6 separate regions of the Mus musculus genome follow, and all the other regions are linked to region 2. Evidence: chromatin contacts called from public HiChIP or PLAC-seq and promoter capture Hi-C data. All regions are on one chromosome and are shown on one strand. Each heading gives the region's core, a stretch centred on a gene start, on an enhancer-like site or on the middle of the called end of the contact. The rest is flanking DNA. Distances are from core to core; before and after follow the strand shown.

The links. Promoter capture Hi-C pulls out the DNA fragments that hold promoters and counts their contacts. HiChIP or PLAC-seq counts read pairs in DNA pulled down with a chosen protein or histone mark. Capture Hi-C pulls out chosen DNA fragments and counts their contacts.
Region 1: a promoter capture Hi-C map of adipose tissue shows a contact between it and region 2. The contact joins the promoter of Vps9d1 here to the promoter of Cdh15 in region 2. A contact is called at or near these places in 4 of 39 promoter capture datasets (hippocampal neurons, liver, pre-B cells and 1 more), 1 of 484 Hi-C or Micro-C datasets (regulatory T cells), 1 of 115 datasets of contacts at active chromatin or transcription factors (pro-B cells) and 2 of 9 other capture datasets (adipose tissue and liver).
Region 3: a contact with region 2 is called in a promoter capture Hi-C map of cranial neural crest. The contact joins the enhancer-like site here to the promoter of Cdh15 in region 2. A contact is called at or near these places in 11 of 39 promoter capture datasets (the C10 cell line, cranial neural crest, embryonic stem cells and 7 more), 2 of 15 datasets of contacts at CTCF or cohesin (embryonic stem cells and pro-B cells), 8 of 115 datasets of contacts at active chromatin or transcription factors (Th17 cells, craniofacial prominence, double positive thymocytes and 5 more) and 1 of 9 other capture datasets (liver).
Region 4: a promoter capture Hi-C map of pre-B cells shows a contact between it and region 2, with 4 times the contacts expected there. The contact joins the promoter of Fanca here to the promoter of Cdh15 in region 2. A contact is called at or near these places in 5 of 39 promoter capture datasets (embryonic stem cells, hippocampal neurons, liver and 2 more), 1 of 15 datasets of contacts at CTCF or cohesin (pro-B cells), 2 of 115 datasets of contacts at active chromatin or transcription factors (bone marrow-derived macrophages and large pre-B cells) and 4 of 9 other capture datasets (adipose tissue, liver, macrophages and 1 more).
Region 5: a contact with region 2 is called in a promoter capture Hi-C map of liver, with 2.5 times the contacts expected there. The contact joins the enhancer-like site here to the promoter of Cdh15 in region 2. A contact is called at or near these places in 15 of 39 promoter capture datasets (the 3T3-L1 cell line, the C10 cell line, cranial neural crest and 10 more), 6 of 15 datasets of contacts at CTCF or cohesin (the NIH/3T3 cell line, embryonic stem cells, large pre-B cells and 2 more), 101 of 484 Hi-C or Micro-C datasets (the AML12 cell line, the AtT-20 cell line, B cells and 66 more), 15 of 115 datasets of contacts at active chromatin or transcription factors (T-cell acute lymphoblastic leukemia, Th17 cells, astrocytes and 12 more) and 5 of 9 other capture datasets (adipose tissue, embryonic stem cells, liver and 2 more).
Region 6: an H3K4me3 HiChIP or PLAC-seq map of stem cell-derived neural progenitor cells shows a contact between it and region 2, with 32 read pairs. The contact joins the promoter of Mvd here to the promoter of Cdh15 in region 2. A contact is called at or near these places in 11 of 39 promoter capture datasets (cranial neural crest, embryonic stem cells, fetal liver and 5 more) and 10 of 115 datasets of contacts at active chromatin or transcription factors (craniofacial prominence, embryonic basal ganglia, embryonic midbrain and 3 more).

The regions. Positions count from the first base shown.
Region 1 is chr8:123,250,358-123,255,489 of GRCm38.p6, reverse strand. It overlaps Vps9d1 (VPS9 domain containing 1), which reads left to right and starts at 1,268. Exons shown (of 15, transcript NM_028200.2): 1 at 1,268-1,502; 2 at 2,810-2,885; 3 at 4,471-4,563; 4 at 4,650-4,812. The coding sequence starts at 1,404. Zfp276 (zinc finger protein (C2H2 type) 276) reads right to left here and starts at 1,295. Exons shown (of 11, transcript NM_020497.2): 1 at 567-1,295. The coding sequence starts at 774.
Region 2 is chr8:122,845,623-122,850,240 of GRCm38.p6, reverse strand. It overlaps Cdh15 (cadherin 15), which reads right to left and starts at 1,867. Exons shown (of 14, transcript NM_007662.2): 1 at 1,712-1,867. The coding sequence starts at 1,753.
Region 3 is chr8:122,536,427-122,540,875 of GRCm38.p6, reverse strand. All of the region lies in intron 1 of Piezo1 (piezo-type mechanosensitive ion channel component 1), which reads left to right. Among named protein-coding and RNA genes, the nearest start is that of Piezo1, 13 kb to the left of the region's middle. Within about 2 kb of position 2,930, at least 110 of the 459 cell types and tissues checked have an H3K27ac peak or open chromatin away from gene starts, as enhancers often do. A contact at or near this core is called in craniofacial prominence, stem cell-derived epiblast-like cells and trophoblast stem cells, where this site is marked.
Region 4 is chr8:123,315,927-123,320,387 of GRCm38.p6, reverse strand. It overlaps Fanca (Fanconi anemia, complementation group A), which reads left to right and starts at 1,812. Exons shown (of 43, transcript NM_016925.3): 1 at 1,812-1,913; 2 at 2,217-2,326; 3 at 3,932-4,025. The coding sequence starts at 1,835.
Region 5 is chr8:122,514,872-122,519,524 of GRCm38.p6, reverse strand. The region is part of intron 1 of Piezo1 (piezo-type mechanosensitive ion channel component 1); the gene reads left to right. Among named protein-coding and RNA genes, the nearest start is that of Gm26497, 3.5 kb to the left of the region's middle. Within about 2 kb of position 1,819, at least 60 of the 459 cell types and tissues checked have an H3K27ac peak or open chromatin away from gene starts, as enhancers often do. A contact at or near this core is called in adipose tissue, astrocytes, bone marrow-derived macrophages and 10 more, where this site is marked.
Region 6 is chr8:122,440,330-122,444,859 of GRCm38.p6, reverse strand. It overlaps Mvd (mevalonate (diphospho) decarboxylase), which reads left to right and starts at 1,438. Exons shown (of 10, transcript NM_138656.2): 1 at 1,438-1,566. The coding sequence starts at 1,494. 9330133O14Rik (RIKEN cDNA 9330133O14 gene) reads right to left here and starts at 1,204. Exons shown (of 1, transcript NR_045696.1): 1 at 1-1,204. It overlaps Gm51557 (a long non-coding RNA gene), which reads right to left. Exons shown (of 3, transcript XR_003947483.1): 3 at 4,164-4,413.

The sequences.
Region 1 (5,132 bases), core at 19-2,518, 410 kb before region 2:
TATTCTGAAAATGTGTCCAAGCCGTGCCTCAAGAAACTAACTCACTGTTCATCCCTGTCCATCTATAGGTGCCCTGCCTGCAGCATGTGCATGATGCCACCCAACTGCCCCTAGTGGGAGTAAAGGACAGCTTACATAGGAAAGCCATTCTCAGATGACTGAAGAACACCACACTAATGTGATGCACATGGAGGCTGTTAACCTAACTAGCTGCTGCTTGTTCACAAACTCGCAGCCGCACAAGGAACAAGCAGTTAGTTCACTTAACTCAGTTCCCAACGCAGGTTAGGTTATAGGCCTGTTTTAACCATCAAGAAACTGGGGTTCAGAAAAAGTTAAGCAATTACCCTAAAAGTCCATAGCACGAAGAGCAAACTTGAAGCCACACCTGTGTGCCTTCAAATCTTACGCACTAAATAGCAGCGACACAGAGCTGTCTGGGCGGCAGAGGAAAGGGCCTCTATCGGCAGTTCTCCAGAGGGCCCGCGTTCTCCAGAACCAGGAGGCCTGGTTTGCTCTCATTATCACTAAGCTCGCACCGGGGCCCGAGGACGCCTGGAACCCACCAGCTTCGTCTGTACCGTCGTCGCCTGTGTCCCCGCAGGAGCGTGTCATCGAGCCCCAGCTGAGCTGAGCAGCCGCCCCGTCAGCGCTCGTTCCGCCGCTGCGAGAAGGGCGACCCCGAGTCCGACCGCTTCCACAGCCGCCGCCCGAACCCCCGCGCTGCCGAGCTATTCCGGGAGACAGGAAGCGGCCGAGGCGGTCCCGCTTCATGGTGGTAGGCGACACTCGCTCCCTGCTCCGCGCTGCTCGGTGTGGCTCGGCCCCCTGACTTCTTGCTAGAGCGGACTTAACTTGGCACACTCCGTGCCGTTCCGCTACTCTCCGCCGCGCTGCCCCGCTCCGCTCGGCTCCCCGAGATCGGAGCCGGAGGAAGCGAGGGCTGCAAGGAAGCGAGGAGCGGTCTGGGGAGCCACAGCGGCCGCGGCGGGGTCAGGAGCCCGGAGTTCTTCGGGTCTCTCGGAACTCGCGACAGGCCCTTAAAGGAGGGGCAGCCCGGAGGGTGAACGGCCGCGGACTGCCGCCCGGGCGGTGGCGCACAACAGAAACCCTTCAGAGCAGTAGCTCTCCCCGCCAGCCTTCCCGTCCGCGCTCGCAGCAAGTTGGCCGGAGGAGGTGACAAGAGCCACTGACCCCTCCGGTCCCCTAAACCCAAGTCTGCGCGGCGGGGCGGGGCGCGGCGGGGCGGGGCAAGGCCGGCGGAAGTGTGTCCGGGTCCCCTTCCGGCGGTGCGCAGCTCCTGCGCCTCCCTCAGCTCCGCGCTCCGCGTTCCGGTCTGGAGGCGTCCGCCCCGTCCCGCCCCTGCCGCCGCGGCCTCCCGCTCCCCGCCCCCGCCCAGCGCCATGGCCGCTGCGGCCGGGGACGGCGGGGCGAAGCCACTGCAGAGCGCCATGAAACTGGCCAACAAGGCCATCGAGCTAGACACCGGCAACCGGCCCCGGGTGAGGCTGGGAGGGTCGCGGAAGCAGCTCTGGGAGGCCCTTTGCCCCTGGTGGGTGGGCGAGGGCGGGCGTGTAGAGGGATTCGGCGCTCCCGATGCGCGCGGCGGCGGCGGCGGCTCTGGGACCGCGCCCGGAGACCCGGGGCCCGGAGGCTAAGGGCGCCGAGCTCTGCGGGGACCTGGAACAGCTCAGCTCGCACTGGGCCTAGATTTACCTGTGTGATGAGGCGGTGTGACATAAGGAGGAGGTTCTGTTTGCAAAGGACCTACATCCAAGATGTAGATGACAGATGTGTGTGTGTGTGTGTGTGTGTGTGTGTGTGTGTGTATTCTTGACAGAGTCTGTGTAGAGTTAATCTAGAAAAGACCCGACTGTTGGCTCATTCAGGATGCTGCTGCTGTCTGCAGTTGCCTTCAAAGGTCATTTGTAAAGAAACCCAGGCACAAAAGGGGTGTGGCCTGTCACTGAGAATAACTGCTAATTAAAAGGATGGCAACAAGGTAGAAAAGCCGGCTGGGCCACCCAGAGCTTCCATAGGACAGGACGAATCACTGGTTGTCCAGTGCCCCAACTTAGTTTTCTAGGGCACCCTCACAAGACCAGAATCCTACCTGAAACCCATTTTATCTGAAGTGCTGAGCTAATTAAAGTTGGGTAATTTTGACAACGAGTAAAACGAAACACATACAGACCAGAGTGCGTTCTGTCTTGAGCTGTCACAGAGCCCAGAGCAGAGGGGTCACACAGCTGAAACCTGCAGCTCGGTGCTCTGGGCTCCTTTGAGCAGAGGGAATTATTCTGGAGTCTGTAGAATGTTATTTCTTCACCTAAGCCAAAACTTGAGATTGACAGATGAGCCCTTATCCTCTCCTCAGATTTCAGGAAGTGCTTTTCATGAGACATGGAAAGACTGCTAGTCTTTGAGTTGCACAGGAAGAGAACTTTGTCACACAGAGTGGAAACCCTTATTGCTGCTCAGGCAGCTCTGTGGAGCCTCCTGACTGAAGCTCAGCTCCTTCATGTGGTGGATAGTAATGAGAGGAGAGGTGTGTCTGTCTGGGAACTCCTCAGCACAGTGTTGAAGGAAGGAATTCTTTGATTTTTTGTTCTGTTTGATATCTTTTTCCCTTCAAGTCTAGACAGTATAGATACCATCTGTGTCCTAGCTGGACCATCCATCACTGAAGCCTAGAAGGAAGTCTTGTCAAAAAACAAGCAGGCACTGTTGGTCCTGCAGTTGTATCTGGGCATTCACCAGGCAGGCAGGATGCAGGCCTGACCACTGCTATTCTCTCCCCTGCATCTAGGAAGCGTACGTGGAATACCTGCGCAGCATCCACTACATCTCCCAGGTATTGCTCGAAGACGTGGAAAACACTACAGGTATGCCTTCAGACTTGCTACTCCTCTCATGATAGCAAAATGGTGCCCCCACCCACCCACCCATGCCCTTGCCCACCAGCTGGCACCGCCAAATGTTTTCAGATGAGGGCGGGGAACTGTCTCCTTTTCTGCCTTCTGAGGTTTTCCAGAGGTCTCCTGTCTCTTTCCAACCTGGTCCTTATCGTTAGCATATGATGTCATAGTGTGACATGCTGGCATTGAGGAGAAGTGGTCAGGATTAGGGGACGGATTGTGAATTGGGTCAAGACACTGCCTCAAGGTAGTTAAGAGTGAGATGCACAAAGTGGGGGCCTTGCCAGCAAAAGTACGTTTAAAAGGTCCTGGAGGAGGAAGTAGTTAAATTAGTGTTTTGTACATCTTGGACGGATGTGGAAGAGAATTCTGGGAACCTCCCAGAGCTCTACCCAGCATGGGGAGGAGCATAGAGCTTGGGTGTATTCTGAAAGAGAAGCCAACCAGACTTGCTGGGGTGGGTGGTGAGCTGCTAGCCACAGGGGGTGTTCCAAGCAGATGAGGGGCGACATCACATAAGGGGAGAAATGGTGAATCCCGGTGTGCTGCTACAGATGCAGCTCAGTTGGTAGACAGCTCTTGTCTAGCATGCAGGAAGCCCTGGGTTTGTCCCTGGCACAGCATAGATGAATGTGATAGCACAAGTCTGCAGTCTTAGCGTTTAGGAAATGGAGGCAGGAGGATCAGAGGTTTGCGATCATCCTCAGCTATGTAGTGAGTAGGAGGCCAGCCTGGGCTACATGAGGCCCTGTCTCAAATTTTTAGAAGTAGAGAATTCGTCTGTGAACATGTAAAGTCTGAGGCACAGGCAACCCACTGGACAAAGGAACACAGTTAGGGAGAGTTACTGGGGAACACATGAGCTCAGCTGAGCCCTCAAGTGTCTGAAGCCAGGGGTTTCCAGAAAAAACTTAAGGCAGTAGTATCTTAGAGGACAGGAAAAAATTGGAATGACCTGCCGTCTTTTGCATAGCAAGGCTGGGTAAGGACAGTTTAGGGGAACCTGGGTGCTAAAACGGGTATGGACTGAGGAGGGAATGGAGTTTATGAGGCATTCATTGGAAGGGGGAACAGGAGAGTGGTTGCAGGAGCTGGGAGGACTTAGCGAAGCACAAAAAGACGTGTCTGCTGATGGAAGCGGGCCATGGGCGGCAGGGAGCAGCACAGGCACCCGAAGTCACCCATGGGAGACACCGGGGAAGGAGGCCGGCCGTGCACACGTAGCACCTACAGGGGGGCAGGTCTGTGGAACAGGCAGCTAGTAGGTGGTGGGCTAGGAGACCCTGTAGCACCCATGTCTCTGTGCAGTAGCCATGAGGGCTGCATGGCTGTCCCCAGAGGAGCTGTGATTACAAGCAGGCCTGACACTCGGGCACCAGAGAAGGGCAGGTCAGCGTGATGCTTGGCTGCCAATCCCACATGCGTGCCCTGTATTGAGCCACAGTTCCGAGATGAATATGAGTTGGCTTGCCTAGCTTTTACAGTTCCTTCTTCTTAGTCAGAATGTGAGTCACTGCAGAAGGGCTAACTGTCCCCCATGTTCCTTCCCTAGAAGCTGGGGAAACTGTGCCCCCTGAGACCTCAAAGATGCTAAAGCTGGCTGAACAGTGTCTGGAGCGGGCCCAGTCAACAGCTACCAAGCTTGGTGGGTACACAAAGAAGAGGGCTCCTGGGGCCTGCTTTGTGGGCTGGTCCTAGCCTGCTGACCAGGGCGCTGTGCATGCCTTGCAGGGAGAATATGCCTGAAGCCAGCCGTACCTGCGGCTCCTCCCACACCCTTGCCAACCAGCAGACACCGCCGAGTGTGTTCAGATGAAGGGGGGAAGCTGTCTCCTTTCCTGCCCCCTGAGATCTTCCAGAAGCTGCAGGTGGCAGAATCACAAAACTCTAAGAAGTAAGATGGGCAGAGTGGGAGGTGTGCTAACGCTGTTGATGGGTTGGAGGCTGCACCCAGTGAGTTCCCCTTGGAGCAGTTGGTTAAAGTGGCTCCCAGAGCAGACACACACCTGGCCTGACAGAAGCAAGTGCAAACTCTCTCAGGAAAAGTGCCTTCGTCTTTAAAAAAAAGTGAACGGCAAACAGACACAGCCATTTAGAAAACAGACTTGATGAGGTAATGATGACGGAACAGACCTGGGAAATTTTCAGGTAGTTACCAGGCAATGGCCAAACAGCACTGAGGTTTGTTTAGAAATACAAAGTTTAGCCAGGCAG
Region 2 (4,618 bases), core at 618-3,117:
GCCATGGAGTTCTGGAAGCTCAGATTCCAGAGGGAGCCAGGATAGGGAGGCCATGGAGTGAGCTGCGAATCTGAATCCGTGCACAGCCCACTTCCAACCCCAAACAGAGGAGCCCAAGACAGAGCAGCTGGGCCAGGGTAGCCAGGGAAAAGCCCAGTAAGGAAGCAAGAATGACCAGACGGCAGCAGCCCCAGGACCTGGTGTGTGGACAAAAGCCTACAGAAGCACTAAAGCTGGGGGGGGGGCACATTTGGGGGAGGTAGGAAAAGTTCCCCAGGCACTGGAGCTAATTTGAGTGCTGCTGTGAAGTAAGTGCAGGAGGCCAGGCCTCGGGGCGGGGCGGGTCCTTGCCCCCACCTGACTGCCGGGGCCTCCAGATGCCTGGGGGGGGGGCAGTTGCCCTAGTGCAACAGAGAGGGGGGGCTTGGTGATGGAGGGGGAGAAGAATGCTACCCAACACTACCCACCCTCCAGCCTTGGGGGTGCTGTTACTGTAGCCAGTGGGGAGCAAATCCCAGCCCAGGGTATGGAGGGGGCTCTGATGGGTCAGGGCGTTATGCACAAGACTGGGGTTCTGTGTTGGGTCTTAACTAGCCTAGCAGATGTGCCCAGGTAAGGGAATGTGGGCCCCCAAAGCTGGGGTGTTGCTGGTTGGAAGTGTAGGGCTGATGACCCAGGGCCAGCTGCAAGGGGGGCTCTCTGGCCAGGCTCCTGTCAGCTGCCGAGAACTGAAACTTGAGTAGAGTTGCAAGGCTTTGTGGGAATTTGAGGGAACCAAGGAAGTCCTGAAGTGTGTTCCCGGAAGGGACGGACCCCCCACCACACACCCATGCAATGCTGGTTGACCTCTCTCCACACACAGCAATTCTTTGTGCTCGCCACCTGTTGCCTCTGGGCGCAGAGGCTGGCCACAGCCTCAGTGCACATCTCTGTGGAAAGGGACCCTGGCAGGGACCACAGAATCCACATTCCCGTTCTGGCCAGTCCAGGACCATTCAGCAGCCAGTCTGAGGACTGCCAACAGCAGGAAAAACTGGGGACCTGGGCTTTACCCATCCTTCTTTGTGCCATGTTAAGAAGACAGGGTACCAGAGACTGACTGATCTGGGGACCACAGATCACTCCATCTCCAGGCGGATCCAGGCACAGCCGCTGGCCCGGTCAGGTCAAAGGCAGTGTGAACTGAGAGTGTGTTGGGCTACTCTGGCCTGGAGTTATTTTCTCTGGATTCTTAGGTCCTGTAGGGAAGCGTTGCAGCTCCTCTAGGACCACTGGGTAGAGACTCAGGCACCACCAAGACCAACCAGGGGCATAAGTGTTACAGACACTGTGGCTTTCTGCCCCTTCTCTCTGCCTCGTGCTCTGGAATAGAAAGACCTCTCAAGACTGGCCACCCTTAGGCTCTGGGAGGCTCCAGGGAGCACCTGTGATATGCTTCCAGACTGAAGGGACAGCCCAATGGCTGTTCCCGTGCCTCAGAGATGCTTCCAGTCCTGAACCATTTTGCTCACTGATGTGCAGGTCAGTCGCCCTCCCTCTGGAAGCCCCTAAACACAGGACACCCCTTCCTACAATGCTTCAGAGAGTGCGGCCCACCCTGGACACTGCAGGCCGCAGCTCTCAGGTTCCCCCAAAGACACTCCAGGCCAGTGGTCCCAGGAAAGCTATCCCAAAGCTAGAGGAAGGGATGCCACAGGGCTTACAAGCTTACCTGGGCAAGCAGCCCGAGGGCGAGGAGCAGAGCAGAACCCATTGAGGCAGTGGCGGAAGAGCCGAGGACAAGTGGCCGACTGGGCGGCCGGTGGAACGGGCGGTGGTGCTTCTTCTACCCCCACGCTGAGAGCATTGGGCTGAGTGACAGCGCAAGTGCTTGGGGAGCAGGCCAAGGGACTGCACGTGTGTGGTGGGGCGGGGCCAGGGCGGGGTCTGGGCAGGGCTAGGGCTGAGTGACTGCATGGGGGGCAGAGTCATGGGCGGGATCAGAGATGAGTGACAGCACATGTAGGTGGGCCTGGACAGCCACAAGAGTGTAGTGTGAAAGATGCAAGGCAGAGCCAGAGCAAAGTGATGGGGGGGGGGGGGCGATCTGAGTGACAGCATATGTGATCAGTGCCTGAGGGAGGCTCTGTAAAGTTTTGAGGTCAGCACATGTGTTGTAGGGGGCTCCTGGACTGAGTGACAGCATGTAGGGGGGCGGGGAGTGGACATTGGGGAAGAACTCAGCATGCCGTAGGCTGGGACTGAGGCCTGTGGCAGCTGTCCAGAGAGACCCAAGCTTGTAGAAGAATGGAGGGAGCCAAGCACAGTAGCCCATACCTTTAATATTAATCCAGAGGCAGGCAGATCCCTATGAGTTAGAGGCCAGATTGCTCTACATAGTGAGTTCTAGGCCAGCCCAGACAATGTAGAAAAACTGTCTCAAAAAACAAAAAGCAAAACCAAAAAACCCCAAAGTGGCCCCTAACCCAGAGGAAGGAGCAGGAGGATTGGGGGTCACGTTTGGATTGCCTGTTCAGGTTTGCTCTTCCAGAACACATCAGAGGCTCCTGAAGGCTGAGTGAAGGGCAAGAAAGACTGGCATGTGGCTTATTCTTAAGGGGTTCAGGCCCAGGTCTCACCCCACGGGCCACTCTGCCTTTGGCCAGAGCTCCTTTGCCTACCCCCTGCATCTCCCGCCACACCACATGTATGCAGCAGTCACCATGATTTTGTGGGATATCTTCTTTGCTGATAGCTTCTGGATGGCCCTCGCTGACATCAGCCGGCCATGGGCGTGATCCTTCTGGCTTGCACTGAAGAAGGCAGGAGACGTTACTGGATCCAAGGCCCAAGACAGGCACGAAGGGAGGGTGCCTGGTCCCTGCTGGTCCACTCCACTGTCCTGGACAGATCCCGCGGGCATTGGTAGAGACTTGGTTGATTTACATACATGACTGAGGTCCCAGTCCCTGACTAGAAAGGCTGCACCAGGCTTGTGCCCATGTTTCCTGAACCCCGTCAGCTTAGCCAGAGTTCCCAGCCCCTTCCCCAGGCAGTGTGTGGCCCAGTGGCCAGGGACTCCAGGCTGGTTGGGCTTTCCCTCCTCACTCTCTCCCTCAGGCCTCCATTGGTCCAGTGGCTTTAAACTACCCACAAGCTAGAGGCTTTCCAACTTGCCTGCGCTCACACCCATCTGACCCTATGCTGATCCGACCCCAATAGATCTGTATCAGCCTGGATGAAGACGTCCAGGTGGCTCTTGGTCCACCACAACACCTTTCCCCCCATTCTGCCCCAACAGCCGTTCTGACGCACAGCTGTTAGTTCACCTCCAAGTGCTCTTTGTCCACCCCTTTCCTCCACGGTCACCATGCTCTTTGAGGTGCCCTGCCTGGAGCATGCTTTCCTTCCGCTGTTACTTAGAGAACTCCTACGCATCCCTCAATGCCCAGCTCCACGGCTTCGGTCAAGGGAACACCCTCCCATCTCAACCAAGGTTGTTCCTTCCTCCTCTGGCCTCCTGCTGGGTGCAGCCCCTATATGGCTGGCCCTATATGCTGTCCTCTGGACTTGGGAGAAGGACAGGAAGAGGGGGGAGAGAGGAAGGATGTGGGGGAGATGGGGAAAGAGGGAGAGAGAATGAGAATTCCCACACGAGATCCTGCAGAGCAGATGAAACAGTCTGTAAACCCAGCACTGAGGGAAATAGGGAAGGAACTCATACAGGGCAGGAACCTGTAGGCAGGAGCCGATTCTGAGTTCATGAAAGAGTACAGCTTACTGGCTTGCTCTTTCTCACAGAACCTAGGACCACCAGCCCAGGAGTGACCCCACCCATCTGGATCCTCCCCCATCCATCACTACAGCCCTGGCTGCAGCCCAGTCTTCTAGAGGCATTCTCTCAGTTGAGGCTCCCTCCTCTCTGAGGACTCTAGCTTAAGTCCAACTGACACAGAAAGACCCAGCACAGTAGCCGGAGTCACATGTGGGTCCCTGGACTAGCCTGTCACCAGCACCTACCACTCTGCTGTTTGATGGGATGGTCGACTCTTCCTTCCTTTACATTGTCAGGTGTTTTACCACAGTGACAGAACAGAGCAGGGTTGACACCATCTATGCCTGGGGGGGGGGGTGGCCAGACTGTGTGTGTGGGAGCAGCCCTAATATTGATCTCCCCCACACATGAGAGGGTGGGGGAAGAGACCCCTTCAGGAGGACAGCCCCTTGGGGGCTCTGATGGCAAAGTTCTCTGGATGCCTGTGGGCCTCTGCCTCATGTTTCAGGTCCAGGAGTAAAACATACCCCATCCCTCCACATGGGAAGACACTCAGGGAGACTCGCCCCTGCTTCCCAGCCTTGCTTTAACTTGTTGCCTCAGACTGGGACTCAGGCCAAGCCCTTCTTTGGAGGAGTCTCTATGGCCCGGGGCCAGGGACCAGTCTCTGGGGAGCATATCTTCCCCAGGCCAGGTTCTTCTACACAGGAGTAGAGAGAGTGTGCTGGGTTCCCTAGACAAAGGTCCTGAGGGCGGTGTCAGAGGGGACAGTTGTCTGAGAAAGAGTTCTCTTCACTGTCAGATGTGAGGCTATCACCGACTCTCCTTTAAGACCACAAACCTCTAGCTGTGGCCCACTGTGAC
Region 3 (4,449 bases), core at 1,681-4,180, 310 kb after region 2:
TTTTTGTTTTTTGTTTTTATTGTTTCTTTTTGGTTGATTTATTTATTATTATAAATAAGTACACTGTAGCTGTCTTCAGACACACCAGAAGAGGGTGTCAGTTCTCATTATGGACGGTTGTGAGCCACCATGTTGTTGTTGGGACTCAGGACTTTCAGTCAGTGCTCTTAACCTTTGAGCCATCTCACAAGCCCCCAAAATTGAGCATCTTCTTGATTTGGTTTCTCTTTCTTCTCTCTGTGTGTGTGTGTGTGTGTGTGTGTGTATGTGGTGTGTTCATGTATGTACACAGGTGCACAAGGAGGTCAGAGGTCAACCTCAAGTGTTTATTCTAGAAGCTGGCCACCTTGTTTTCTGAGAGATTTTTCAGCAACCTATAACTCTCCAGTTGGACTATGACTGCAGGCCAGGAAACCCAAGAAGCGACCCGTGGCTGTCCCCCCAGCACTGGTATGCACTGCTACACTCAGCTTTAAGCTGTTTGATAAAAAATTATTTTTATGCAGGGTCTCACCATAAAGCCCTAGCTGGACTGAACCTTGCTGTATAGAATAGGGTAGCGTTACACTCACAGAGCTCTGGTTGCCTCTGCCTCTCATACTGAGATGAAAACATTCACTGCCACACCAGGCTATCCAGCTTTTGTTGTTATTTTGTTTTGGTTTGGTTTTGTTTATTTGCGACAGGGTTTCTCTCTATAGCTCTGGCTGTTCTGGAACTCACTCTGTAGACCAAGCTGGCTTCGAACTCAGAAATCCACCTTCCTCTGCCTCCCAAGTGCTGGGATTAAAGGCGTGCGCCACCACTGCCCGGCTGCTACCCAGCTTTTTAAACATGTAGGTTCTTGAGACTGGACTCAGGTTCTGCTCATGGCACAAACGCTCTACTGAGTTTTCTCCTCAGCTCTATTTTTAATTTTGAGACAGGGTCCTCTGCAACTCAGGCTAGCCTCAGACTTCATATGTAGCCAAGGATGTTCTCGAACTCCCGACCTTCCTTTGGTGTGCTGGGATGCCATGTGTGTGCCGCCGTGCCTGGTTTATATGTCACTAGGGATTGAACCAGGGTTGCATTCCTGCTAGGTAAGGAGACGACCAACAGAGCTATATGCTGAGCTCCAGGTGAGACAGGATATCACTGAGTAGCCCAGGCTAACCTCAACCTCTTGCACCCACACCCAAAGGCTGGCATTACAGGCATGCATGTGCCATTTGGCTTCCTTTAGGTTTGGCCCTTGGAGTTTGTTATGAATTCGACATTTCCCCCACCATTCACCGTGTATCTTGAGTGTTTTTGTGTCTGCGTGGCACACCTCTTCCAGTTTTCATGGCGTCACATTAGGGGCGGGCCCTAACCCGTGTGACTGCTGCCTGCGCTGTGTAGACGGCTGCCTTTCCACAGACTCTTTTCACTCGTTACGCACGTGACTCTCCCTGCTTTGCTGTGTGGCTGGATGCTGTCTGTCCTGCCTACCACCTGCCTGGGTGCCTTACAGAATGTCCTGTCCCATCACCACCACCCCATCCCTGTCCACCTGCTCAGATTTCAGTCCTTGGGTCAACTTCAAACACAGGGCCCTTGTCCTGCCTCAGAGTGGCTGCTCCTGCTCCTTGTAATCCTGTTCTGATTGACAGGTCTGACCAGGGCCCTTGTTCTCTCCTTACAATGTGGCCTCCTTGGTCTGCTGGGCCTGGGGCCTTGTGTGTTGGTGTCCTGATTCCTCTTGTCCTTGTCCCCAGGGGTTGTCATGGCTACCTCTGTACCCTGCCTACTTTCCCCACTTTGCCCTGAGTCCATGAGGACCCCAGGCATAAGTCTGAAGGATAGGGTAGTTCCTGTGCTCGGCTGATGCTGCACCAGGGGCTCACAAGGTGTAGGTGTGGATTACTCTGACAACCTATGTCTTGCAGAGCCTCTAGGGAGCCCTGCGCAGTCCATGGTCCCCAGTCTCCTCAGAGGCTGTGTGCCAACCAGCTGAGTTGTCCCTCAGTCCTCCATCCCTGTCCTTATCTGGGACAGCGTGCCTTGTAGCATTTGGGTGCAACTTCTTGCTTCCTTTTCAGCCTCCAGAATCCAGCGTGGCCCTTGGCTGGCCCTACAGGGCCGTCCCTGTTTCTGCTCCATCATGTGGAGGTGGCTGGACCCATTCCTTGAAGCTTGCACCTGGGGATGGTAGCCGGGCCTGGCAAAACTGCAACCCTGTGTTACGCTCCTACCTGCCTGTGCCCAGTGTCATGCATCTGTGGTTTCTTGTTTATATTGGCTTAGTGGGGTCAAGGAAGGCTGGGAGTTGCCATCCTGTAGGTGGGAAGGGAATGTTAGCAGAGACCAGGAGGAGGTAATGAGGTGGATGTTGCTCCAGGTCTCAGAGGTCACACCTGTCCAGTCTTGTCTGGTGACATGGTCTCATGGTGACCACATTCTAAGCTGTCCTAATTTCATTTTGGTGGCTGTGATAAAGGATCCAGACCAAAAAGCAACTTAAGGGAAGAAACTGGTTTATTTTTAGCTCATGATTCTGGGTTACAGTTCATCACTGTAGGGATGTCACCGCAGCAGGAGCTCGAGGCTGCTGGTCACATCACCTCCACAGTCAAGAGCAGAGAAAAACAAATACGTTTATAGTCACTCGCTTTTACTCAGCTTGATTTCCTCACTCTCACACAGTCCAGGACCCTCTGCCTAGGGAATAGTGCTGCCCACAGTGGGCTGGGTCTTTCCCACACCAATAAACAATCAAGTCAATCCCCCATAGGATAACCTTATTTAGACAACTTCTCAAGACTGCCCAGGTGATTGATTGTAGCTTCTGACACGTTGACAGTTAAAACTAACCATCACACAGACCTTATCAGTGGGCACAGACCTTCCCAGCTAGGGAAGGAAAACTGGGTAGGCCCTAATCTCCAAGGATCAGGGGTGTGGGGTAGAGGCTCACAGTGCTGTGGAAACAGAGACCTAAGAAAGTTGTTGGTGATCAAAGGGTGGTACTGGCTGGGGAAAAGGCTTGGCGGAACTTGAAGCCTTAGGCAGCCTTCCTTGAGCAGCCTCTGAGCAGTTGGCTCAGTGATCTCTATAAAGGTCCTCCTGCATCAGTGTCCAGTTCTCACAGTGAAAACAAGCCTAGAGAGTGAATACGTGAAGTGTGGGGTGGGCCAGCTGTGGGTGGTCAGGGCTGCTGTGGGTGACCTGTCCCTGGGCTGCTCCAGATCCTCTTCGTGATAGCTAAGGAAGACAGTATGTATAGGTGTCTCCTTCGCAGTCTGCTGTTACACTGACAATCAGTGGTCAGCCCCTTCCTTCTGGGACTCTATCCTCCAGCCTGGGGAAGCACCGGCCACCGGCTTCATTGTGCACCCTTGGGTGAGGCTGGGTTTCTGCAGGACCACACAGCAGGGAGTCTTCACGTTGAAGCTCTGTGTCCCTGACTTTCCAGCCAAGCTCCTCTGCTTCTCCCTCCCACCTCTACCCTTGACTCATCATGGGTGGGCAGACCTCTCCCACCACTTCCAGCCCCTCTGCACCTCTCCTCCACCCCCCAACTCCCCCACAGCTATATAAAGCACAGGGCTTGACGCCAAAGAGCTTCAGCTGTCTAAATCAGAGAGACCCAGGTGACTGAAGACAGTGTGGCCTTGGGGCTGTGGGAGGAGCTAGAACCATTACTCTCAAGGCTAAGGAACTCGGAGCTCCCGAGAGCTTCTGGACCAGCAGGCCGAGTTACATTCCAGAGATGACGGCCCTTCCAGAGAGGCCAATCAAGAAGCACTCAGGGCCCCAAGTGCGGCTGCAGTGTGGAGACACTGTGATTCTTCTCATTCACTGGAGGAAGCCTGGCCCTGCTGAGGGGCCTCAACTGCTTGTAGTTTTGCTCTGTGTGTGTGTGTGTGTGTGTGATGGTGGTGGTGATGATAGAGCTGCTGGGGACCTCAGGAGATGGTGATGAGGTAGGTGTCTCCAACCAACCGTCTTATGGGGCAAAAAGCAAAGCCCTCGCTCCTCTGTCAGATTTAGGCTCAGGCGCCTCCCTGAGGTACTCTTGATCACACAGCCCACCTGAATGTGGTCGGGGCCTGGTGGTGTGAATACAGCAAAGGCCTTCTGTTCCCCATGCTAAGTCTCCAGGTCATCCAGAGCTGAACCCTTGTATTTGGTTATTTGTGAAGTCTTCATTGAACTGTGTGTGTTCTGAGTTATGTTAGCTGTGTGTGTGTGGTGCTAGCCACAAGAGCACCCCTGAGCTATGTAGAACCCAGTAGGTTCTGGGTAGCATTTTAGAACTGTGGTTGATAATGCTGTGTAATGGCCTCCTCCTGCAATGTAGGAAGAGGACAGTCCCAGGCTCAGCCTCTTGTTGAATCCTCCCCCCAACCCCACCCCACCCCGTCCACAGATGTTCTGACTCTTGGCTGTGCTGCTGCATGCCCGTGGGCAGTCTACATGGCTTCT
Region 4 (4,461 bases), core at 563-3,062, 470 kb before region 2:
TCAACGAAAAGAAAACCGTTTCCAACGAAAGCTTGAAAACACACAGTAAGTACCAGCGGTGGTGATGGTCAGTTGGTGTGATTTGGGGTAAGCTAGTACTCTTTTTTGTCCTCATAGGCTGGCTGAGCAGATTATCTTTTTCTTTTTCTTTCTTTCTTTTTTTTTGGTTTTTCGAGACAGGGTTTCTCTGGCCACCACGCCCGGCTAGATTTCCTTTTTCATATGGAGGAAAATGGCCCTTTTTTGCCAGGTAGTGGTGGTACGTGTCTTTAATCCCAGCTCTCAGTCAGTAGAGGTAGTGTATCTCTGAGTTCACCAACCTACTCATTCAAAATAACAACAACAACAACAACAACAACAACAGGGTAGCAGGGGAGGAACAGTGTGGGTGGGGAGGGCTTGTGTTGGAGGGGGTCCACCTTGTGGGCAATGATGGAAGTACAGCCATTTTTTTTTGAGATTTACTTATTTATTATATGTAAGTACACTGTAGCTGTCTGAAGACACTCCAGGAGAGGGCATCAGATTTCGTTATGGATGATTGTGAGCCACCATGTGGTTGGTGGGATTTGAACTCATGACCTTCGGAAGAGCAGTCGGTGCTCTTAACCACTGAGCCAGCCTTGAGCCACATCTTCTAATAGGCAGAGCAGCTCTCTGATGCTCCTCTCTGAGGGCACTTCTGATGCTAGAGGCAACGTGGGGCTGCCAGACACATTTGATCCTGAACTGGGACGAGTCCTGGCCATAGTGATGAAATTTTGTAGAAATACATTAAAAAAAAATTGGTTCTCTTCAGTTTTATATCTTTAAGTGTTCTCTTTGATGGGTAAAGTGACTTTTTGGCTCCCAGTGTGACCGTAGCACCTCCAGGTCATGGAGGCAGATAAGCCTGATTCCTGGGAAACTTCGGTCAATCTTTGTCTGCTCTGCTCTGGCTCTGATAATGGCTCCTCCAGCTGCTGACTGATTCCAGGCTGGGTGAATTTTAATCACAACCTGGCTACTATGGCCGGTTCAAGCCTGTCTCTAGTGTCCTGTCTTCCACTAGTGTCTGCGTGTGCACACACCTGGGGTAATGCTGAAAATCAAGGACAGTGGCTGCAGTGCACATAATGCCCTCCTTCAGTTTGCTTGTTTGTTTGTTAGAGTCGGGGTTTCTCTGTGTAGCCCTGGCTGTCCTGGAACTCGCTCGGTAGATCAGGCTGGCCTCCAACTCACCGAGATCCACCTGCCTCTGCCTTCGGAATGCTGAGATTACAGCACCGCCCCGCACGTAAGGTGGATTTAAAAAAGGAAGAAACAAGAATGACAGCGTTTTTGTGGCTGTTTTTCCTTCCTAAGTACTTTGAGCGCTTAGCGGGGAGTGATAGCAACTCTAATTTCAACCCTTGAAAGTCACACCCCAGCACCAGAACTCCTTTGGTCAATTTTCCCTCAGAGTCAAATAAGCACAGCAGAGTACTCGGATCGATCCTGTGTAGTTTTGAACAAAGCAGGTAAAAGTGCTTTTTTTTTTTACCGAAAACCTGGGTCCAGTTTGTCACGTGATCTCCCCAGGCCAAGCTCTGGGCCATTAGCAATTCTGCGCCACTTTCCCTCTAAGTTGTCAGGCGCAGGTGTATTGCACCAAGGCTGCCACCATACTGCCTTCTCTGCCACCCGAACGCAGCCAGACTCCGGGACAAGTACTACAACCAAGAGGAAGAGGGCCACAGAGCAAGGGTCCGCCCTCGGGGGTGTGGTCAAGCATGCTCCTAGCCAATGAGCGCCAGCGCCTGGCCGCGGCCAATCGGAAGGCAGCGCGGGCTGCAGAGCCGGTGTTCCAGACGCTATGCCGGGCTCGCCGGCTAGGGGTGCTGCCATGGGTGGTGGGCCCCGGGGCCTCCGAAAAACTTGGACCGAGCTGCTGGGTAGGTCTTGCCATTTCTGCCTTCTGACCCCCAACCAGCGCCAGTGCGGTCCCTCCATTCTTCGGGGTCCGGGTTCAGATCCCAGCGTGGCTCAGCCCTGCCCGCGAGTCAGCCGTCCTGGGCCGCGCTGGTCCTCTTAGGGCCATGGGCCCCAGGCTTCCTGGTCCTGCCGCTTGCTGCAAGCGCTAGGTGACTGTCCAGACTTGGACAGCTTCTCTCTGGACCTCCGCGCAGCGTGTCACCCTGTGTACGTTGCACTATAATTTTCTGAGCAATTTTTTTTTCTTTTTAAAATATCTTTAGCGGGCAGAGTCAAAAAGCAAAAATATGATCCTGAAAGGGAACAGAAATTAAAGGATTCTGCTCTGAAACTCCTGAGATACCATCAAAATATGCATGACCTTTTGCTAGAGGTAAGAGGAAGTTGTCCTGGCTGAGCAGGTTGGATGTTCGGAGCCAAGCCAGATCATAATCTTTTTAATGTCCTTCTAAGCCTGAGTACTTGGCGAGTAACTGGTGCCGGCAAACCAGGTGGGAGGAGAGCTGAGTGTATTTTATATTTTATGTCTTTGGAGATGAAAGTAGTTGGGTAGTACATTTAATAATTCATGAAAGGCTTTAATAAATTCCTTCTGGGAAAAGTACTCGAGGGGCTGGAGGGTTGATTCCTGTACAATCTGGTTTTTGTTTGTTTGTTTGTTTTTCTCTGTGTAATCCTGGCTGTCCTGGAACTCACTCTGTAGACCAGGCTGGCCTCGAACTCAGAGATCCGCCTGCCTCTCTCTCCCAAGTGCTGGGATTAAAGGCGTGCACCACCACACCCAGCAAGATGGAGTACAAGTTGTAAGCTGAAAGAAGCATCCCGAGTTGCTTTTGGTCATGGTGTTTTTATTACAGCAATAGAAATTCTGGGGGCTGGAGAGATGGCTCAGCGGTGTTCCAGAGAAACACCCAGGGGAAGAGAGCAGTGTTTGTAACCTGTGTGGGTGTGGGGTGGAGGAATTCACTGCTGACAAAGGGATGCTTTTTGTCCCAGAAGCCGACTTTACCGTTTGTTGACATGCGCTGCACCCAAATTGGATGGACAGCCCTCTCTTGGAGACACTTTGACTGAAACATTCACTGCAGACACTGGAATTGTTCTAAATATTAAGATAAACATTGTTTCTTTGCAGCAAACACAGACTGTGACAGAAAACGCATATATAGAAACATGAGGGTGATTGAAATCTTTCATAATCCACCAAAGAGAACCAATTAGGCCTTTGCTGCTCTAATTCCATGTTGTCATTTTGAAACACAGTTCAGAATGGCATACAGACAATTTAATTCTCACTTTTAAATATGACAATTAAGCACAGGCATTTTCACATGGTTTAAAATGCTCCTAAACAATAGGGCTGGCATTGTAGCATCCCGTTTACTTCTGGACTTGGTTTTACTAAACCATTGCAGCATCAGCACACCAGAACTTCAGTTTGTCACACACTGATCTGTATGATTTATATTTGTAAGTTCCTTTGTTTCTCCAAACCAGAGTGAAAGGCATGAGCTACCGATAATCTCATTTACAGGGAAGACACTGAAGGGTAGGTCATTGCTAGAGGTCACTCAGCTGCTCAGCACTGATTGCTCTTCCGGAGGTCCTGAGTTCAAATCCCAGCAACCACATGGTGGCTCACAACCATCTGAAATGGGATCTGGTGCCCTCTTCTGGCATATCTGAATACAGTGACAAATGTACTCATGTGTATATATCTATCTATCTATATACATACACACACACACACATATATATATACAATAAATAAATCTTAAAAAAAATTCTAATACACACACACACATACTGTCACACACACTCACTCTCACACACAAAGATGAATTTAAAAGCAAAACAAAATAAAACCAAACTAACAAACCAGGGAACCAAAACAAAGCAAACTTGCCTGCTCTGCGAGCTGCACACTGCTGGAGTCTTGAAACCACTTTCTTGCTGTTCTTACCGCTTCGGTTTGTAGGTAGAAGAGCCACAGTGTAAAAGGTTGCGTCTCAGTGAGCTGATCGACCGCGACAGTGCTGACGCTTCCTCCGACCGGTCTGCTTCCTTCATCCGTGAGTTGTCGCTGTGCTTTTCAGTTCACTTAGGAAGCGGTTAAGGGAAAAAAGTCGCCATCTGTTACAGTCCGTAGACATTCAGATTCCACCTGACAATGCCCTTTCTCTTGTATCATCACCAGTTACACGGGCTCTATGACTTGATTTGGAGTTATTTCCTAGCTTTACCCCACTCCCCCCCAACCCCCACCCCCAACTCCCACAGGGTTTCTCTGTGTAGCTCTGGCTGTCTTGGGACTTACTCTATATGTAGACTAGGCTGGCCTCGAACTCACAGAGATCCACCTGCCCCTGCCTCTGCCGCTCAAGTGCTGGGATTAAAGATGTGAGCCACCACTGCCCGGAGGTATTTATTGCTCTTCCCTGCCCTTGTGTGTATGTGTGTGTGTCTGTCTGTCTCTCTGTATGTGTATGTGTCTGTCTCTGTATGTGT
Region 5 (4,653 bases), core at 570-3,069, 330 kb after region 2:
CTTTTTCTTTTTCTTTTCTTCTCTTTTATTTTGGTTTTTCGAGACAGGGTTTCTCTGTATAGCCCTGGCTGTCCTGGAACTCACTTTGTAGACCAGGCTGGCCTCCAACTCAGAAATCTGCCAGCCTCTGCCTCCCGAGTGCTGGGATTAAAGGTGTGCGCCACAACGCCCGGCACATTCACAGATTCTTATGATCTATCGGCTGCTCAGCTCCAATGGTGGTCAGTTCTAGCCATTGATGTGTCCAGGATCCTGGTCAGATGGACCCTGGAGCGTAGAGCTTGCTTCCTCTGACCCCTGTCTCTGATCCCTGGAAAACCAAGTTTTCGGGGACACTTGTGAGACTGATACCTACCCCAGGATTGTGACAGACATTGGCCTGCATGTGGCATTGTCCAGGCCTGTGTGCAAGGCCATGGGGTGGGACAGAGGCTGCCCTTCCGAGAAGTAGTCTTCTGAGGGTATTGGTTACTTCTGGGCCCCGAACACACCTTGCTGAGCCTCTCCCAGCCTGGCAGCTATGGCCTCTTTGGACAGCGTACTCCTCTGTGGGACCCAGGGTCTCAGCGGAGTCTCTGCTCCACCACTGGACACGGCTGCTGCATAGCTGGGACCATAGAAGGACTCCAGGCTCTGCTCTGCCTTGTAGCTCTTTGCCAGTCTAGACACCACTTCCTCCAGGGCTGAGACTGTGGCTGCCCCAGGGTCCCAAGCAGGCCCTGCCCTGCCCTGCCCTGCCCTGCCCTAGAGATGGGTTGCAGTCCTTTGGGCTAGCCTGGTCTCTCCTGTTGGGGCCTCTGCTCAACTCTCTCTGCTCACCGAGGTCTTTCTTTTGGCCTAGAGAGACTCTCCTCCCTTCTCAGAGGGAGGTAGCCTAGAGACTAGGAGGGCAGGCCATCCAAACCTGTTCCCTCTCTTGTGCAGACAGGAGTGACAATGGTGGGGTGGGGGGTTATATGAGACCCTCAACCTTGTTTCTGTGCTGGGCCGAGATGGTAGGGTGAGGTGAGTCTGCTCTTCACCCAGGCTTCCCTCGAAGAAACCATGCTGTTCCTGCACTGGACGCTTGCTTGTCTCCACTTGGGCTGGACGGCCTGCTGCGTTGATGCAGACTAGTGTGAACCTTCACTGTGTTCTCTCCCTGTTGACACAGCCCATCCCTCCAAAGGATCCGGTCATCTCAAGCACACACTGTATCTCTGCACCTTTCCGTCCGTCTGTCCAGCACTGGCTGTGGTAGGGGAAGCTCCCCACAGATCTGCCGTGTGCTTCAGACTCATTTCCAGAGCCATTTACAAATGTGTCTGGCATCTGCTTTGGGAGGTCGCTGTAAGGCTTCTTTGACCAGAGACATATGGGAGCAGCTGGCTCAAAGAGCCTCCAGGGAGTGGTGGATTCTCGTCTCCTACCCTGACAGACCCTGGGCCAGGCTGGGGCTTCTTGAGTAGGTGAGGTCTCCCTTACAGCCCAATCTGCAGGCCCATCTTCATGCTCATGGTGGAGGAGGGGTGGTGACAAACCTTCTGTGTGGTGTACTCTAAAAGTTGTGTGTGGTCCTATTACCCTTACCCCTCCCTCCCTGACCCGGTTCCCACAACGACGAGCAAACCGTTGCTCTGCTCTGGGTCACTCAGAGTCCAGGGGAGCCACCCGGTGGACTTCATTAGCCCTCAGCTATGGCTTGAGGACCCCAGAGTGGATGTTAGCAAGGGTCTTCAGCTTTGTGCTGTAGGGTGAGGGTCTATAAAGGGTTAAGTATGTGCTGGCCTGCAAGGGGCCCTTCCTGCCTCTGGCTGTCCCTATTGTTGCTGGCTCAGGAAAGGCCTGTTTCCTGTGAAATCACAGGCTTTGCCCAGCAGCTCCACCAGAGCAGTCTGAGGCTCTGCCCTCTTTGAGGAATGTCTTTGTCCCCCATGACCCCTCTCCTGCAGTTAGGTGGCAGCTAACCTTCAAGGACAAAGACAAGGAAGGCTGTCTCCTTCAGGCTGCTTGTGATAAATAACATCTCACCTCTGTCCTCTGCACTGCTAAAGTCATGGTTGTGACAGTCACATCAATGTGTTTCAACCAATACGCCACACCACCGGGACCAGGGAGCACCTGGGAACCCTGCATCCCGACACAGCCAGGTTGTGTTGCCTCTTAGTGTTTCTTTCCCTCTCTTCCCAGAAGCAAGAGCTGCACGGCTGACCCAGGCGGGACTCGCTCTCCTGGCTCGCTCTTCTTGCTCTTGAGGGGTGATAATCTTGGAGGAATGATGACTGAGAACGAGACCCTGGAGTGTCAAGTTGTGCCTCTGAGCCTGTTTCCTTGGGTAGAGTGTTCGTCTCTGGACGTAGCCTTTATTTCTCTGTACAGTGTTGGGACCGCTCTACACGGAGGGCAGGCAGGAAGGAAAAGAGGCAGGGGAAAGGGCAGAGCTCAGGGCCTGTGCATCTCCCAAGCTGACCTGTGTTGCTGAGGCAGGACAGGGCGTTCCCCTCGCCTGGTCCCTGGTGCCTCACCTTGCATTTCATCTACCTTTGGCACATACAGCTATGTAGGGTTCTCCTGGCCCTACCTGGGATTAGGAGTAGCCAGGCCTCAATCTCAGTAGCCCATCTCACATTTCCTCGTTGCCAGGAAGCCAGGCATGGAAGTCCCTACCCCTTGCCATCTTGGGTCTCTGGTTTCTGGAGCCCATCACAGATTTTGGACACCGTTCATGTATTTATTCCGGTAAAACATCTATCCACGAAGTTTGTCATCTTAATCTATTTTTGATAGTGTGGTGGCATTAGGCACATCCTCATATGTCACTAATGGCCACCCCAGGACCATCTCATTTTCCTGACTGAAACTTGATAACAGTTAAACTTTAGCCGCGGGACTGGAGAGATGGCTCAGTAGTTAAGAGCACTGACGGCTCGTCCACAGATCCTGAGTTCAATTCCCAGCAACCACATGGTGGCTTACAACCATAATGAGATCTGGGGCCCTCTTCTGGTGTGTCTGAAGACATCGACAGTGTACTCATATACGTAAAATAAATAGATAATTCTTAAAAACAATAATAAATTAACTTTAGCCTCTCCCGCACTCAACACACACAGAACCTCGGGGTCTGAATTTTAAGCTTGCCAAGCAGGCTGCAGGGTAAAGCATCTTTCCCTGCTCCCCAGGGCCTGTGGTGGCCGCCCTTCATTGGCTGTGCTTGGGAGGCCAGAATTCAAAGTCAGGAGTCTTCTCCAGTTGTGTTCCACTTTTTGGAGTTCATCAGTTGGCTTGATTGACCAGCAGGCTCTGTTGCTGTTTCTACAGAATGCTACCTACCACACACAGCGTTTCATACCTGCACCAATCACTGTACGTAATCTAAGTGTGTGTATGTGTATGAACACAGGTCCGTGCGTGTCACAGCATGCTCGTGGAAGTCAAAGGGCAAGCTTGGGTGTTGGCCCTCATCTTCTACCTTATTTGGCACAGGGTTTCTCTGTTAATCCCTGCTGCTTTTGCCAACCACCTGGCCTGACCGCTTCTAGCCAGTCTCTCCTCTCTCCCTCCCATCTCCTGGTAGAGGTGCGCTGGGATTACAACTGGCTTTTGCACAATTCTGGGAATCCAAACTCGGGTCACCAGGCTTCTGTGGCAAGCCACCAAGACGCGTCCTTAGCCTGGCTTTCCATCTTTTCACGTGGGTTCTGGTGATCTCAGCCGAGGTCCACGTGTTCATGCGGCACATGCTCTTGGCTCCCGACACGGGCTTTTGATCACTGCCCCTCACGTGCTTGGTTCAGTGCTGGCCATTCCCGGTATGTGAGGTCGAACCAGTGTCCTCAGAGGCAGGACCTGTCACATCAGGGATGTTAGATAGGAGAAAGCTCTCAGGGGCCTGTGGATGAAGGGACTGGTGGGTAGTCAGCTGGGTAGACAGGTGGGCAGGATCGACAAGCCAGTGGAAAGCTGGGTAGACATCTACCTGACCGGAAGCAGCGAGTGTGAGGGAGGGTGCAGCCTCTGTGAGACTAGGCTGGACGTGGCCCTGGTTGGGCTGAGAAATAGAGCCCTGGAAAGCAGAGGGATTTCAGAAAGCTTTGCCTCCACAAATGCACTTCCCCCCTGCCTCTTGGGCCAAAGAAGATCGATTTTTTTTTTTAATGTATCATTGTTGAAAACTTCAGATTTGATTTAGGAGAGCTGAGCCTTGCATGGTAGCCAATGTATGTCAGGAAGAAGACAGCACCCTGACTCCAGAGAGGCCCTTGGGAGCCAAGAGAAGTGCAGTCGTGGTCAACACCCTGCCCTCCCCACTACCACCACCCTCTCCACCCCTGCTGCCAGGCTCCTTGAAGCAGCAGGTGCCCTTGGAAGTTGGGCTACATCTCATGTCCACTGTGATCCTGGAAGAAGACTGTGTCAGGCAGGGGCTGTGAAGAGGGTACAAGCTGAATTCAGAAGAAGTCACCCACCCCAAGTGGGTAGTGTCACCTGAAGAGGTGACCTGGTTCAGCTTAGGTTGTTTGTTTTGTTTTGCTTTTGGCACTGGAAATATCATTTATAGCTCAATTTTAATTTTTTTAAATGTACTGTGCTCTTTGGGTCCCTGCCGCTTCCTTCCAGGGGAGCCTGGTTCTGTGGTCGGTCTTGGTCCCCAAGTTCAGGTCTGCCCTGGCT
Region 6 (4,530 bases), core at 189-2,688, 400 kb after region 2:
ACCACCTTTCTGCTGGTGTGTGTGTGTGTGTGTGTGTGTGTGTGTGTGTGTGTGTGTATGAAGCAGAAAAGTTATTGCAAGAGAAATTGAAAATACGAGCCATCTCACAAGCCACAAGGAAACAATAGTGAACTCCCATTGGTCAGCTGTCAGCCTGACTGACAGGCTGTCTACTGTGGCGCAGAAGGCCTATTCACACACTCTCGCTCTAGCAGAGAGAGCTGAGCAATCGATCCAGCTTCCAAGATGGCAGCCGGCCAACAGCTATCAACATCGCCCCAGGCACATAGCTGCTTGGCTGGTTCATCCACTTCTAGGAATCTACGCAAGCACTCTTATACACAATGCAAGGAAAGTCCGGTGCATGGCTTCCAAGGGGGACGGCTTGAGTCAATTACCGACGGTCTAGACAAACAAGGAAGCTGTTTTGGTGTGCAGCTGGAAAGTGTCCAAGAAACTCAGACGTAGAAAAAGCAGCATGGAAAAAAAAAGCAACTCCCATTCACTGTGTAGAAAATGTCAGCCAGAAGGCTGTGAAAGGATTAGGTACCATCCACACTCCTAGGAACAGAACTGGTGGCCTGGGTGGGTATCGTGTGCTCGCACATCTTCGGAACTCTAAGCCATTCAACAGCCACGATTTTACAGGAGGTGGAACCAGGAAGTTGTATCTGTTTCTGTTGGAGAATGGATGGTTAGTTCTGGAAACAGAGGTGACGGTTGTATCAAGTAAATATACTAAAGGTCACTAAACTGTACCGTAAGAATGACACAGAAATGTGCCGATCCATTTCAGCTACGGAAAAAAAAAAAAAAAAAACGACAAAATTCTTGCTTGTGTGGAGCTTGGGAGAGAAAATGCCCATCTCGGATGCAGTACATCCGCCGGCGCGGCGGCTGGACACCTCAGGCAAGCTGTGAGACCCCAGACTGTGGGACCAGGAGACTGGAGGTTGTGACAAGAGAAGTCAGATTGTGAATGTAGAAGATTCCAGGATGTGGGGCTCGGGCGCGACCTTGGGCTGCGGATCCCTCCGGATTCACCGTCTAGTGAGCTTTTCATGCAGCGTAGAGGCTAGATGCGTATCCTTTTTCAGCTCCGCTGTTTCAGCAGCAGATGGCCCCGCTGTCCCGACGGTCACTCAGGCTATCCAGTGGTGCTTGTGCCAGAAGGAGGAACCTTTGTAAGAAGGAGGCCTCCTACGCCTGCGCAGATACCACCTCCTGCGCATGCGTAGATTCCACTCCCTGAGCGGACCCCGCCTCTCGCTCGCAGCCACGAGCTTGCAGGCACCGGGGGCGGGCTCAGTGTCAGCCGCACATCATTCGATCCTGTCCATAGGCTAAAAAGTGGATCATGGGCTCGGCCTGTCGCCTATTGGACAGCACGGGAAAAGCCCGGCCAGCGGGCCAATCATATGGCAGCGCGTGAGTCTGTAGACACCGGGTAATCGGTGCTGGGCTCTCTAGCTCGGGACTCCAGCATCTCAGTTATGGCCTCAGAAAAGCCTCAGGACCTAATGGTCACCTGCACGGCGCCGGTCAACATCGCAGTTATCAAGTACTGTGAGTGCTGGAGACAACAGTCACCTCGGCCGGGATCGGGGCATAGAGCTGGAGGCTGTAGTCACTGGGACCCCTGGGCTCGAGGGTCGGGTTCCAGAGTAGCTGGGCTGGAAAGGGGATCCTCCAGGCTGGAATGAGGGGGAAGTTCGCCACCGTCAGATCCATGGGCACAGTGGTGGAAATGGGGGTTACTACAACCAGGATCGGGGAGCCTGGGAGTTGGAGACCGGGGCACAGGTGCCGGGATCGATGTGCACAGGGCTGGAGATGAGGGTCACTGCTGCCGGGATTCAGGGTCCTAGGGCTGGAGGGAAAGACCAATGTCCCGGATCTGGAGTAGCTGGGCTGGAGAAGGCTGGGAGGGTAGCTCAGGGATGAAGGGGGCGTTGCCATGCAGGGATCCGAGGGGCGCTGGTGAGGGGCAGATCTTCCTCCCTCCCTGGTGACACTTGTAAACTGGGGAGGTATTGCCGGGACCAGGGCTTCTCACCCCAGTCTCCCTCTGCTCTTCCTTCCACCGTGGTCATTTAGAAGTGGATCCACGCAGCCTGTAGATTCTTGAGTTTGGCTCGTTTCAGTACGCACGCTCTTCCCGAGGATTATCCAGGTGGACGCAGCAGGATTTCATTGCCCACTGTTGCTTAGGCCCTAGAACAGGGGCTCTGTTGTTACCAGGAAAACTGCTGCCACATTTATGGGCAGGTTTTGGTGTGAACTTTCATCCTTCCTAGGAAGAATGCCCTGGCAGCTCTGGGAGAACAAGAGTCAGTTCTTCATTCTGTTAATGATCTGTGGGTTCCCTGGGGTGGCAGTACCCAGCTGGTATTCCCACCAGTGCTACGCCAACCCTTAAGATTTAATTAATTTATTTAATGTATATGAGTACATTATAGTTGTGAACCTTCATGTGGTTGTTGGGGATTGAATTTAGTACCTTTGCTTGCTCCAGTCAACCCCAGCTCTCTCTGGCCCAAAGATTTATTTATTATTATAAATAATTATTATAAATAATTACACTGTAGCTATTTCAGGTGCACCACAAGAGGGGGTCAGATCTCATTACAGATGGTTGTGAGCCACCATGTGGTTGCTGGGATTTGAACTCAGGACCTTTGGAAGAGCAATCGGCGCTCTTATCCACTGAGCCATCTCTCCAGCTCCCCATTTCTTACTTCATCTCTTTGCGGGCCATTTCTTCTTTGCGTGGTTGCTGCTTGGAGCACTTCCATGGTGGCTGCTTTAAAGCCTTTGCCAGCAGTTGCAGCATCTCTAGACACTTCAACGTTAGTGTCTTTTGGTTTTTGTCTCAGTGTGAGATCCTCCTTTTTGGTGTGACATGATTTGGGGTGAGATCTAATGGTTTTCTGCTGTGCACTGAGACTCAAGTCCTATTAAAACCTTTAGCTGGGCCTGGAGAGATGGCTTAGTGATTAAGAGCACTGACTGCTCTTCCAGAGGTCCTGAGTTCAATTCCCAGTAACCACATAGTGGCTCACAACCATCTGTAATGGGATCCTCTGGTGTGTCTGAAGACAACAACAGTGTACTCACATACATGAAATAAATAAATAAATCTTTTAAAAAACAAAGCATAACCTTTAGCTATTGGAGGAGGGACACCACCTCTTTTATGGCAGACAGATAGATACACCTACTTTGTATGATACTTGTTCCTGCTGGGGCTCTGTAGGGTTCCTGCAGGAGCCATCAGGCCTCCTCTGGAAACTGCAGGCCAGGCTGGGAGAAGCATCCATCTGCCCTGTGGATGAAGTCCAGGTGGCCAGCTGAGCCAGGGCAGCCTGCTGTCCTTCAGGGAGGAAAGTGTGGAACTCCCAGGCTAACAGAGCCTTGGAACAAGGGCAGGGCTGAAACAAACAAAGTTTGTCGCACTCAGCTGCCTGGGTTTTCTTGATGCAAGTGTTGCTGACCTGGGACCAGTGGGCAAGAAGAAACCCACATAAGTGTACCCAAAGCCAAGTCGGGCAGTGGTGGCACATGCCTTTAATCTCAGCACTTGGGAGGCAGAGGCAGGAGGATTTCTGAGTTCGAGGCCAGCCTGGTCTACAGAGTGAGTCCAGGACAGCCAGGGCTACACAGAGAAACCCTGTCTCCAAAAATCAAACAAACAAACAAAAAAAAATAGTGTACCCAAAGCCATATACCCTAGCGGTGCCTACATCTGAGGCCCCAGGGTCTTCCTTCCTGTCTTGTATAGGGCAGCTGGGCTTCAGCCTTAGGCCATAGGGCATCCGCTCTGTGTTCTTCAGAGCAGCCCTGTGGTTCCAGGAGAGCTACCTGTGTGCAGATGTCTGTCTGTAGGCAGCAAAGGGTGAAATCACCTGCCCAGTGGGTCTTTTGTTATCGCCTGGCCAAACAACTCCTAATTAGCCAAGCATGTGCAGAAACCCGACATAAGTGTGATGCTACAAGCTAAGAGCTGCGGGCACCCTCAGATATCTGCGCCTCAGGCTTTCTGGGACATTTTTTTTTTTAAAAGATTTATTTATTATTAAATCTGAGTACACTGTAGCTGTCTTCAGATGCTCCAGAAGAGGGCGTCAGATCTCATTACGGATGGTTGTGAGCCACTATGTGGTTGCTAGGATTTGAACTCAGGACCTTTGGAAGAGCAGTCGGTGCTCTTAACCACTGAGCCATTGCTCCAGCCCTTTCTGGGAGATTTGACTGTGCTTGGGGTCGCGGGAGTCCTGGGCAGAGGGGCCGTTCTGATCGGTACCATCTGGGACACGGTCAGGACCCGGACTCCTCTGGGCGGACAAGCAGGTGGAGGAGATAGACCACCAGCCACATAGGCACATGATTCCTGGTAAACGCCCTCGGCTGTATCTGGGCAGTGAGAGAAAGAAGGAGGAAGTGTGAATTAGAAGTGGACTGGTCCCCTACCTCCACTGTGCTCTGGGAAGGTTCACTGAGCTTTGAGTCTGCTGCCAATTTAGGAGGTCT